Regions from separate parts of the Bos taurus genome. Here region 1 is linked to region 2. Evidence: chromatin contacts called from public Hi-C data. All regions are on one chromosome and are shown on one strand. Each heading gives the region's core, a stretch centred on a gene start, on an enhancer-like site or on the middle of the called end of the contact. The rest is flanking DNA. Distances are from core to core; before and after follow the strand shown. Region 1 holds the start of PARK7 (Parkinsonism associated deglycase). Region 2 holds the start of LOC132342469 (a long non-coding RNA gene).

What was found. Hi-C and Micro-C count contacts between places; a contact is called where the count stands out from the background.
Region 1: a contact with region 2 is called in a Hi-C map of an unstated tissue, with 2.8 times the contacts expected there. The contact joins the promoter of PARK7 here to the enhancer-like site in region 2. A contact is called at or near these places in 5 of 11 Hi-C or Micro-C datasets (blastocyst, liver, skeletal muscle and 2 more).

What each region holds. Positions count from the first base shown.
Region 1 is chr16:45,415,218-45,420,862 of ARS-UCD2.0, forward strand. PARK7 (Parkinsonism associated deglycase) reads right to left here and starts at 1,757. Exons shown (of 7, transcript NM_001015572.1): 1 at 1,727-1,757; 2 at 676-838. The coding sequence starts at 765.
Region 2 is chr16:45,357,780-45,363,882 of ARS-UCD2.0, forward strand. It overlaps ERRFI1 (ERBB receptor feedback inhibitor 1), which reads left to right. Exons shown (of 4, transcript NM_001077930.1): 2 at 4,866-5,061; 3 at 5,173-5,249. The coding sequence starts at 4,940. LOC132342469 (a long non-coding RNA gene) reads right to left here and starts at 4,875. Exons shown (of 2, transcript XR_009490856.1): 1 at 3,216-4,875; 2 at 1,426-2,394. Within about 2 kb of position 2,127, at least 22 of the 102 cell types and tissues checked have an H3K27ac peak or open chromatin away from gene starts, as enhancers often do.

The sequences.
Region 1 (5,645 bases), core at 507-3,006, 57 kb after region 2:
CTGTAAAACAATGCAATAGAGGAATGGAGACTGGGCATATTCCCATAGTGCAATATTAAGCAGCAGTTTTAAATAAATCGCATCTACATTCTTTACTACAATGTGATTAGTTCACTTATTTAAATACTTGATTCATTCACTGACTGCTTCTCTGCCTGTTTCTTCAACTGTAACAAGAGGTTGGCAATAACTCTTAGGGTGGTTTTAACGTTTTAAAAACTAGTATAAGTGCTTAGAATGGTATCCACCATTCAGTAAAGGCTACTTAAGCATTCACTATGGTTATGTGGGCGTATAAAGGTTTATAATGCAGATATGCAGAGTGAGAACCACAGTCTAATGTTACTTTAGACATGCTTGGGCTGGATTCACATCACTGTGAGGAGAGCAGTTATTTCTGGGGCCAGAAAGGGAATTGAATTAGGGAAATAAAGAGAGCTTTGCAATGTTTATTCCTTTAAAACATTTGTATCTTCAAAAAACAAGTCTGAAAAAAATATAGTAAAATGTTAACTATTAAGTTGCAGACAAGTAATTATTACACAGCCTCTGTACTGTTGCGTATGTTTGAAATATTTCACAAAGAACATTCAACACTACTTTATCCAAAATTACTTATAAGAATTCAAAAATGCTTTCAAACGGAGGAGGGCTAAAAAACTTTGAGGGACTTACTCCAGCTCGTCTCATGACATCTACAGGGATAACCGTCTCCATTTCCTCTGCTCCTTTAGCCAGGATGACTAGAGCTCTTTTTGAAGCCATTTTTACGTTGTATTTATTAAAGACTCAATTAAAACAAGATTTTCAAGAAACTTTCACTGCAACCGTAGAAGACCTAAAAACAAGATTAAGGAACACTTTTAAGCAGAGTAACCAAGTGCTTCCCAGGGAAAAGATTTTGATAGGCAAACACAATAAAACAGCATTTTTGGTTAATATTGACTTAAACAGAACTTCAGTTCCTGTTTTTTTGAGATGACATCACAGCAAGATTGCCAACACGTTGGTTAATGTTCAGATTTCATCACGTTTATAAAAATCTAATTTCTAATATATTGTAAATGAAGCTTTCCAACACCTAAGCACATAGGCCTTCCATTTCACACAATTCAGGGAGAGGGAAATACAAAGCCGCCTTTTTTCAAGTACTATTTCACATAGAAAAGGCTGAACTTCATGGATAAAAAAAGAAATACTGTCTTTAGCAATTACCCCCTGAGATTTTTGGAGGGGATTTTATTTTTTAGTTCCAGTAACTGCACTAAATTTTCGGGGGCGGTTAACAGTGTTACATATTTGAACACGCTTTAAAAAAAAAAAAAAAAAAAACGGAGAAAAATGGTAATTCCCCCACGCTACAGTCAATCCTGATAGATTCTTCGCACTTAGCTCTCTCGTAAACGACAGCCGCTGTGCCGGGGTCTGAATCGCTGTTAGCCTATTTTTCTGGACTTTGTTTCCCATGCATCACAGATTTTAGTAAACGATGTCAACAAACAACATTAACTAGCTCCAAGCTGGTGCGATGTTATGCACGCAAATTCTAGAAGCTTCAGCGTTGCTACTACGCTGGCGAGCGAACGGCGCCCTCTGCGAACCCTGGGAGACCGCCTCCTCCTCAGACGCGGCCGGGTCCGCGCCGCTTCGGGGACCCTCTACGGGTCCAGCGGGCGGCCCGTGCCCCGACGACCTGAGCTTGCGCCGCGCTCCCCATGGCCCAGACCTGAACCTCGCCTCTCTTCCCACAGCCAGCCAGCCTCGGCCCGTTCCGTCAGCAATTCTGCGCCAGTGACGACTGGGCCAGTACCGCACTAAACCGGGACGCACGCAAGCACGCACGCCGGCACGCACGCGCGCCGTCAGGCTTGGCCTTCAGCCCCGCACTGCGCAGGCGCGCGCCGCCCTGCGTGGCTCCTCAGTCCCGCACTGCGCAGACCCACGTGGCTCGCCTCGCGTGATGTCATATCCGGCCGAACTCACCTTGGGGAACGTGCGGTACCTCCTGCCCTTCTGCGTGTAGATTGTACGCCTAGGCTTGATTCCATTTGAAACAACAAGCGAAAGCGGAGTCTTCTAAACTCACGCATTCTCCCGAAATCTCCCGCATCCGAGGGACGGCCCAGTGTGCCCCCAGCGCGCGCTGAATTTAACCCGTTTTTCATGCCTGCAAGCCAGACGTTTTTCTCTGTGCTCGTCTGGAGAGCCGCGTGGGTTTGCTTTAAACCCGCATTTTCACAAAATAAAATAGTTCCTTCTTGCTTCCTCTGTGCCCTCGGGGCTTTCTTTGCATTGTTCTGTTTCTTGGCGCGCGTTGTCCAGTCACCTCCACTGTTTTATGACTCTTTAAGGTCCCCCCAGTTTCTCTGTGACTGATTTGGCTAGTGGCTAATTTCACGTGTATTTGGTTCTCATAATAGTATTTTTAATAGAGTTTAATACTGCATCCACAGGATTTGAATAGGAGCTGAACACCGAAGTCAGGGACACTAGATTGGGTTTCAGACCAGTTTTTTTTTGTTTTCTAGTGCATAATGTGGAGAAGGAAATGGCAACCCACTCCAGTGTTCTTGCCTGGAGAATCCCAGGGACTGGGGAGCCTGGTGGGCTGCAGTCTATGGGGTCGCAAAGAGTCGGACACGACTGAAGCGACTTAGCAGCAGCAGCAGCAGTGCATAATGAAAGTTATATGTAGCCTGTTAAGTATGCAATAGGATTATGTCTTAATAACAGTATATGCTTTATTTAAAAAATATTCCTAAAAAATGCTAGCCATCAACTGAGCTAATGAGTCCTATCTTTTTCCTGATGAAAGGGTTTTGCTGGTGGAACCTGGGATATTGATGACTGACAGTATAGGGTGATGCTTGCTGAAGGTTGGGGGTGGCTGTGGCAATTTCTTAATAAAATTTGTTGGATCAATTGGCTCTTTCCTGAAGTGATAAGGCCCACATTGCTGGGGGGGTGGGGGGTCTCATTGTTAACGTGGCTCATTATGTTGACCTGGCAAACAAAGAATAAAATCACAGTGATCCTTGAGACTGACCAAATTGCCCAAATAACATTCTGGTTTGTCACTGGCGCCTATCTTCTCAAAGCTGCGAGACCACCAGATTCCAGACCTCCAGCTACATGACCACAGGACTTAACTACAGGCTAAAAATTAACCATCCCTTCAGAAAATTTTTCATTGGTGGGATATAAGAAAGACCTCACCAGAAAGGGAGGACAATAGTTCTCCTCAAGGGCCAGTCTCCCTCTCATTTCCCTCTAATAAATTTCTCTTTTCTTGCCTGAATGCCCGGCTCGCACTCTTTTTCTCTGCACTCCCCTTAGAAGGAATGCAGAGATAGAAGGAGTCATTCTATCACGCAATACTATTTGGTAAAATTTTGCCCACGGCAAAGCTTTTTTAAAATCGGAATTCTCTCAAACCCCGCTACTGCTTTGTCAGCTAAGTTTGTCATTTTATAAATCCCTTGTCATTTCAATTTCACAGTGTCTTCACCAGAAGTATATTCCCACTCAAGAAACCACTTACTTTGCTCATCCGTAAAAAGTTACATCTCATCTCATCTGAAGATAAAGTTTTATCACGATATTACAGCAACTGAGTCATCTTCAGGCTCCACTTACAGTTCTGGGAGAATTAACAAAGTGCACCACAGAGACACAAAGGGAGCAAATGCCGTTGGGAAAACGGCATTGGTAGGTTTGCTTGATGCAGGGTTGCCACAAACGTTCCATTTGTAAAAAACGAAATGTCTGTGAAGCACAAGTAAATGCAATAAATTGATGTATGTCCATGCTTGATTAATTAATTTATTGAAATTGTAATCTTGTGAAAATGCACAAAGGAAACCTAAATCAGAGTGGAGTGGGGAAACCATGAAGGGAGGGTCTAATACACATATCACTCACTGCACCTCACAGGCTCGGGGAAAGAAAGAAAATTTCCTTTTGACACAGCAACAAGCTGCCCATAATTGCAGCCAATGAAAAAAAACCACTACAGCCCTCCCCAATTTCATTCTAAAATCTAATAAATGTTGACTTTCCCTTGGCTTCCTAAACTTGCCTATGGTTCACCATAGTTAGTTGGGCTTGTCCTGAGTTGGCAATTTCTCTGCTATTCCCAAGTAAATTCAGCCCTCTGAATGTCTTATTTTTTTAAGGTCAACAATCTCAAATTATGTTTTTAGAAGTCTTTGATTAGTGATACTTTTACTAGTTTCAAAACCCCAAATGATAATGATTCCATAGAACAGATGACTCCTAGCTGGGTCTCCATCCAATTCCATTCCCACCTTCTAGGTAACCCACCTTCTGGGTCCCCATCCAATTCCATTCCCACCTTCAACGTTACCTAGAAGGTAAGGTTGTTATCTTCTAGGTAGCAACGTTCTTAGTTTCTTGGGCATACGTCCAGTATTTCTTTATGCATTCACAAGCAAATACAAATACTATTGTTTTCCTTTCTCATAGAAATGTAGCAGACTATTTTGTTATACACTTCCCTTCCTGCTGCCACTACCATGTTAAGAATACCTTGAAGATTTTCCATATCAAAAAGAAGTTCCTCATTTTATTTTTCTCCTGAACAAAATAGTATGCCACTGCGGGTGGGCATGTTCCATATCTTATTTACTGCCGTGTGCATGCTCATTTGTGGCTGACTCTTTACGACCCCATGGACTGTAACTGCCCAGGCTCTTCTATCCATTGGATTTCCCAGGCAAGAATATGGGAGTGGGTTGCTATTTCCTTCTCCAGAGGATCTTCCCAAGGATCGAATCCACACCTCTGGAGTCTACTGCATTATCAGGTGGATTCTTTACCTCTGAGCCACATAGGAAGCCCTTATTTACTGGTGTCCTACTGTCAACACTTAGGTTATTTCCAATTGTCTTCTGTCAAAAGCACTGCATTGAATGATCATATTCTTAGGTCCTACTTGTGCAAGTATAACTGGAGGGTAAGTTTCCAGAAGTGGGAAGTACATTTGATTGACTCCATATAAGTTGAAGCACTTAGCATTCTCACCAGTAATATGAGGTCAAAAAGGATTTTTAAATGTCAGTGTTTTTCGTTTCAATTTAAATTGAATATTAATATTAAAAATTAAATTAATATTAAAAACATGTATCTTCTTAAGAAACAACAGGCTGTTTTTGTTTACAAAACACTTCCATACATTTCATGTGACCCTTACAATGGTGGTGAGAGTGGTTTCTATTTTTTTAAAAATTGTAAATAGATTATTAATGCAACACTATTTTATGCATGCATGCAAAAAATTTAAGTGTCTTCAATCATGTTGCATTTTAAGAAGAAAAGGTTTGGGGAGTTCTTGAATGATGTCACGTTTGGCTATTTGCAAAGGAGGGAGGCAAATATTGCCCCCTTTTAATTTTGAAGTAGTGTGGGAAATAGGACAGAGAGGGAGAAGAGGCAAGTGGTCAGGAGGTGCTTCAAGAACAAAGGAAGGATTTAGGTAGATGAAAGGAAAACTAAGAGAAAACAAGCTGTTTTGCTCCAGTGTCCACAGCAAACATGTAAAGAGACAACCATGCTGGTGGCCTGCTGCAGCATGAGACAGCCGTGACAGAATTAAAATGGCAAGATGACGCTTAGTAAAAGAGAGA
Region 2 (6,103 bases), core at 877-3,376:
GTGCTTTTGGGTGTACCCCCCCCCCTTTTTTTTTTTTTAAGGAAAATGAGCTTAAATTTAGCAGCAAAAACACAGTAGGTGCCTTATAATCCAGAAGAGAAGGTGACATTGTGTCTGTTGTTAGGAAGCCCCTACCTGATTGCTTTAAGCAAGCATGTAGTAACAGCTGCTAGTTTGGAAAGTTACAGTGTTAACCATTTAAGCTTCTAATCTTTTTACTGCTGCTGCTAAGTCACTTCAGTGGGATCCCATAGACGGCAGCCCACCAGGCTCCCCCGTCCCTGGGATTCTCCAGGCAAGAACACTGGAGTGGGTTGCCATTTCCTTCTCCAAATCTTTTTACTACCTAGTCTCAAAACCGTCTGCTTTGGGCTTTGGAAATGAATTTAGTGAGCATTCCTTGCCGGCTCCATGTCCCTAGACTTGTATTATAATTGACCAGTGTCACCAAATGTTTATCCCTTACAAATCTGTGCTTTTTCCCTTCTTCACTGATATATATTATAAATTACATGAGTCTTTCATGTAATTACTTTTTTAAAAAAAATGAGGTGAATGTTTTCTCAGAGTCCACTTAATAAGCACGTGTTAGAGATGAATGAGGCCAGGATCTGTTGAAGGAGGGGAGGCGGAGAGTCCTGTTGTAGAAAATCAGCATGATAGAAGGGGACTAGGGCACAGCACAGAATAATCAGGCCCTGGAGACACTTCTCTGGCTTTTCTGGAGAAAGCAGGTTCACGGAGAAGATAGCATGAGAACCGCCCTAAAGGATATGTTGATTTCTAACAGCAGTTTGGGGAAAGGAGAAGCAAGAGCTTGAAAAAGGTTGGACTGGGGCCTTGTTCCGGAGGCCTTCAATGGCAGGCTGAGCGGCATGTATGGAGAAGCCTTTGAAGGTCTTTGAGCAGCGGAAGATCTAAGCTGGAGCTTAGGTTAGGTCAGGGACAGAGATCCAGCGTGTAGGGTGGATTGGGGATCTTCATAGCCGAGGCAGATTAGGACAGAAGGAAGATAGATTTGAGAAAAACAGCATAGAAATGAGCTCTGGCCCTTGGTGATTCAACGCACGTCTGCTGTGGCTCAGGATAAAAATGGTGCCTTTGGGAGACGTGTGATCTGCTTAGACCGTGAACTAGTTTGGGAAGGGAGTGTGGCAAGAGGGGTTTGGTTTGTGGAGTTCCAGATGCCAGGGGACCATCCAAGTGGAAAGGTAATCACCAGACAATAGGACATACAAAGTGGAGGCTTGAGCCAGGGCTGGACCTGGGATTCAGGAGCTGTGATGTGGGGTTGAAGCCCTCTACGGGGATCAGAACTCAAGGCGGCGCTAACCCTAACCCTAACCCTAACCCAGGTTGTTAGGACAGAAAGTAAAGGGGCAGTCTCAAGAAACAGATGGTTTTAGGGTTGTCCTTTGTTTTTCCTTGAATTAAAAAAAAAAACAAATCAAGTGATGTTAATAGGAAAAAGGAGTTCATACCTGCCATTGGTATTGAACAGCATTTTCGACCCTAAAAGGCTAAAGATTAGTCCACATGTTTCAGAGGAGCTTCCATACCCAAGATTATGGAGACCCTGGTCAGTGTGCTAGGCTGCCCAGATGCCCATCAGGTTTCGTGTTTCTGCATTTCATCACCCAGTGCCATCTTGGACTTGTAGATCCTGGTTTTCCCCAGGACAGGGGAGGGGGTATCTTTTGCAGTTGTTTTCCTAATGAATCTTAAGGCAGAGCTCGTTTTACACATGTAAGGGGACAAAATTCACAACACAACAGTATCAGCTTCAGTTTCCTTGAGCTCTGCACACATTTCTTTTAACTCAGGGTTGACCAATGGATGGATCCACCACCCCTACTCCAAGGAGTACATATTTTGAATGCTTCTAGAGTTTTTTAAGAGGCATAAAAGAATTCCAGGTGGTTCCGCCCCACACCCACAGTTTATTGCCTGGGGAACACCCTGTAGAAGTTGGCTTCTGGACCCCGAGCAGGCTGCCCTCCTGGGAGTCCACCGAGGGGGGAGTTATTCTCCAGAAGGAGAGAGAGAGAGCAGTGACACTGCGGCGGAGCTCCCCGTGCGAGCCAGTGGGAGGTTTGGACAGTTTCATAACACAGCCCATTCACAATTCCCCATTGAAATGTAGAGGCAGGTCACCTTCGATGAATGCACAAAGACGCTATTGTGGTCACAGCAAGCTGCCTTAGTGAACACAATTCTTTTTATACTAAAAAAAAAAAATTTTTTTCCCTTTAAGAAAGCTAACAAGTAGGTGATAGAAACAATGACTGAAAAATAACTTTTTCTAGAACATATACAGAATGTTAAGGGACCATTGACGACGGAGGGCCAGGATTCCGAGGCCATTTCAGCAGAGGCGATGGTTACACAATCACTCTGTTGAAAGCGAAGATTTAGATGGCATTAGGAGTCTGACACACAGTAATTACTGGTAGTTCTTGTTGGCCTGCAGACAGGTGGGGGCTGGGCCTCCACAGTCCCCCGCAGCACTTTCCTGTAATCTGGATGGGCGATCTTCAAACGTGTGCTTTCAAACCACTTAAATACCATATTCTCCTTCCTCTCTGGCCTTTCATTTTTCTATCACCACAGATACACTCCCTGTTGTCCTGCCAGCGCTTGTAGATCTCTTAGGAAGAGCACTCTAAAGCACCGGGCAGGGTCAGAGAAGAAGTGTCTAGCAAATCTTTTTCTAAAGCTTGTCTTTAAAATTTTTTTCTTAGAGCTTAAACTGAATTCAAAGGAAGTAAAAACACATTTCGCTGTGTTCCTAATCTAAAAACCAACCCTCAAAAACAACAGAAAAGACCTCCCCTAAATAACTTAGATTTCTGAAATGATGGGTTCCCCCCTGCTTCTTTATCTTTAGAGACTGATGAAAGATAAAGTTTGACTATTAGAAATAATATTTTAAACCTATTAAGTCTCTGCCTGGTATATTCAAACAGCTGACTTTGGGAGAGTAAAAAAGCTGAGAAGTGGTAATTGGGCCCCCGGTCCTTTGTCACTGAAACAGTACCTTCTCTACATTCCTTTTTACGAAAAAAAAAAAAAAAGAATATTTGCAGAGTGTTTTTCTAGACCCTTAACTTAAAAACAGCTCTGTGCCTTACATATTGTATACATTCAGTTGATACTGACAATACTAATAGTTTGATGGCGTTGTACAAATATACATTCAACAAACGTCTCCTTACCCAGCACCTGCTCCTGTTCAGGTGGTGATAATTAATGACTGGGACACAGCTTCTTTCCTGAGCTCGCAGTCTCGTAGGGGGTGACAGATCGGTCCCTAAAACAGAACCCTGACCGTGTGCCGCCTCCCTCTGCTCCGCACACCCATCTCTCGCACTCATGTCAGCCACAGCCCTCAGCGCAGCACCCAGCTCTCTCGGTTTGTGCAAACACAGTTGCCGAGTGGATGAGAACGGGTCATAAAGTGTATGTACACATCACAGAAGGGGTCACTGTGACGCAGAGGGCCGACAGGGTATGTTCTCAACTTGTTCTAAGCGGATATGAGTATCTGAAGAGGGGGCAGAGACGGGTGCTAATCATGAGTACACCTTGCCAACGGATACAGGAAACTAAAGAGAGGCAGTAGGGACTGAGGGGAGAGGGGAGGGTTGGAGGGCTCTGAAGAGAGGGGCGGCTGGATTAGGAGAAATTGCACTGACTTGGCCTCTGTCACCCATGCCTCACAGCGAGGCGGCACATAAATTACCAGGCACTCCACCGAGGAGAATGCAGAGAATGCAGACCGCAGTTTGCCTTCAAAAGGGAGGAGGATGCTGTCCAGGCCTCTGCCCGAAGCCGGTCATCCTGCAGAACTTGATTTTTTTTTACAGAACAGGAGTGAGTGTCCTCTGTGCATGAGGACGTCTCGATTCCTACACAAGTAGTGTCTGGAGAATTTGTCTTCCCGGGGCCCATCTCCACCCCCCCGCCACCACCCCCCACCCCTGAAATACAGAATCTAAATAAGTGCTGGGCTTGTGGGGTCATCAAGTGACAGCTGTAGACCCTCTGCTTCATCAGAGCGTTGGGTCTTAGTGAACAGTGGTGCTGCCATATTGAACACAGTAATTCCTGAAATGACTTTCTTAGCTTGGGACAGGGTGGGGTGCAGGGAGTAAGGAATGAGCTCAACGCTCAGCACAACCACACGGGCAGGTCGGTCTACTAGGAGGCTGGAGAGACGTCTGTGTGAGGCCTCTCTGTGTGCACTTGTCTGCCCCCCACGCCCAACCCCAAGGTCTGCCCTGGCCTGAGACAGACTGTTTCTCATTGGCTGAAAACACCTCAAATCTTAGTATTTATTGCATGCATGCTAAGTTGCTTCAGTCATATCCGACTCTCTGCAACCCTGTGGACTGTAGCTGCCAGGCTCCTCAGTCCATGGGATTCTTGAGGCAAGAATACTGGAGTGGGTTGCCATTGCCTCCTCCAGGGCATCTTCCCAACCCAGGGATGGAATCCACATCCCTTAATACCTCCTGCATTGGCAAGGAGGTTCTTTACCACTAGTGCCATCTGGGAAGCCTGTATTTAACACCACCACCCCTACCCCCAAAAAAGACTTTTAGTGTCGGTATTTAAGTAACCTCATGAAAAGTAAGAACTCAGTAGTGTTACGACGTGCTGCGGTCCCTGGGGTTGCAGAGAGTCGGAACCAACTTGGTAACTGAACAGCAGCAACAGCAAATGTAAACCTGACTGGGGGGAAGTCTGTAACTGGATGTTTCTGTTCCGCAGGCCCTGGAATTCTCTCCCCTCAAGTTCCTCGTGTTTGGGGATTGTTTACCCTGCTCTTAACCTCCTCTGTACCCAACCTTCCCCCCCACCAGGGAATGAAAGCCACCGGTTGACCGTACGCATCCCTGGGCATCACAAGTCTGAAGACGTCCCAGAATAAGGCACAATGTCCATGGCAGGAGTGGCTGCTCAGGAGATCAGAGTCCCGTTAAAAACTGGGTTTCTGCATGATGGCCAAGCCTTGGGAAGCTTGAAGGCCTGCTGGGGTGGCCGCAGCGAGTTTGAGAAGTAAGTGCAGGATGTGGGGTTGCCAGAGCCCCCAAGCGGGTAACATTGGAGTGAGAGAGGGGACGTGGTTGCTACTTGTTTGTGACCCAGATGTCCGTCCTTCCCTTTCAGCGGCTTTTTAAACATCGACCCAATAACCATGGCCTACAGTCTGAACTCCCGGGCGCAGGAGCAGCTAACCTCCATCGGTACGTATCCAGAGCGTCCTGAGAACCCAGGTGCCCTCAGCATAGGGAGAGGAAGCTAGCAGCCCCGAGGGAGCCTGTGCCCCAGTGCTGTTTTCTAAATGAGGAAGTGACCGAGGCCATTTCCGACAGGAGTCTGACCCCTAGTGGCAGCAGATCCTGAAGTAAGCGTGTTCTTGTCAGGCTCTCGGTGGCTCAGCCGGAGTCACTGGGTCTCTGTGTGGAGGCGTGAAGCCACCCCAGCCAGGAGACACACTGAACTCTCCAGAACCTCGGACATGAGCTCTCTTCTTCCTTACTAGCTTCGAACACCTGTTTGAAGGTAACAGAATAGTACAGATACTGACAGAAACTTAGACAAATGTGTGTATCATCAGCCCTTCTAGATTTTTGCCAAGGGCTGCCTGTCACGTCGCGGGTGAGTCTCCCGGCTCTGGGTATCGCAATGGGCCAGGTGAGGCCTCGTCTTATCTCAGGCCTGCCCTGCGTGTCCTGGGTGGCCTGTCTTGCAAATGGCCAGGTTGGTATGGCCTGGCTCCCCAAATTACATGCTGTTCACCTTCCGTGGACTTCGCACATGTCACAGAACCTGTCTGGGGCGTGTGGGCGTGCGCCGTGCACACGGCCAAGACGATGGAAGAGATAATTTGTTCTTTGAACCAGATCAGGTGCGTTCCCCGCCTCCGGCCCTTGATTACACCCGCAGCAGTTGCCTGGGTGTGCTCAGCGTTCCATCAGCTGGTGTTTCACCACGAGTGACCCAGCCGAAGGCGACAGGAATCCAGGCTGCTGGGGTGGGGTCCAATTCCCTCCATGGGGAGAGCACAGACCATCCTCCATAACCTCTCGTTTCCTTC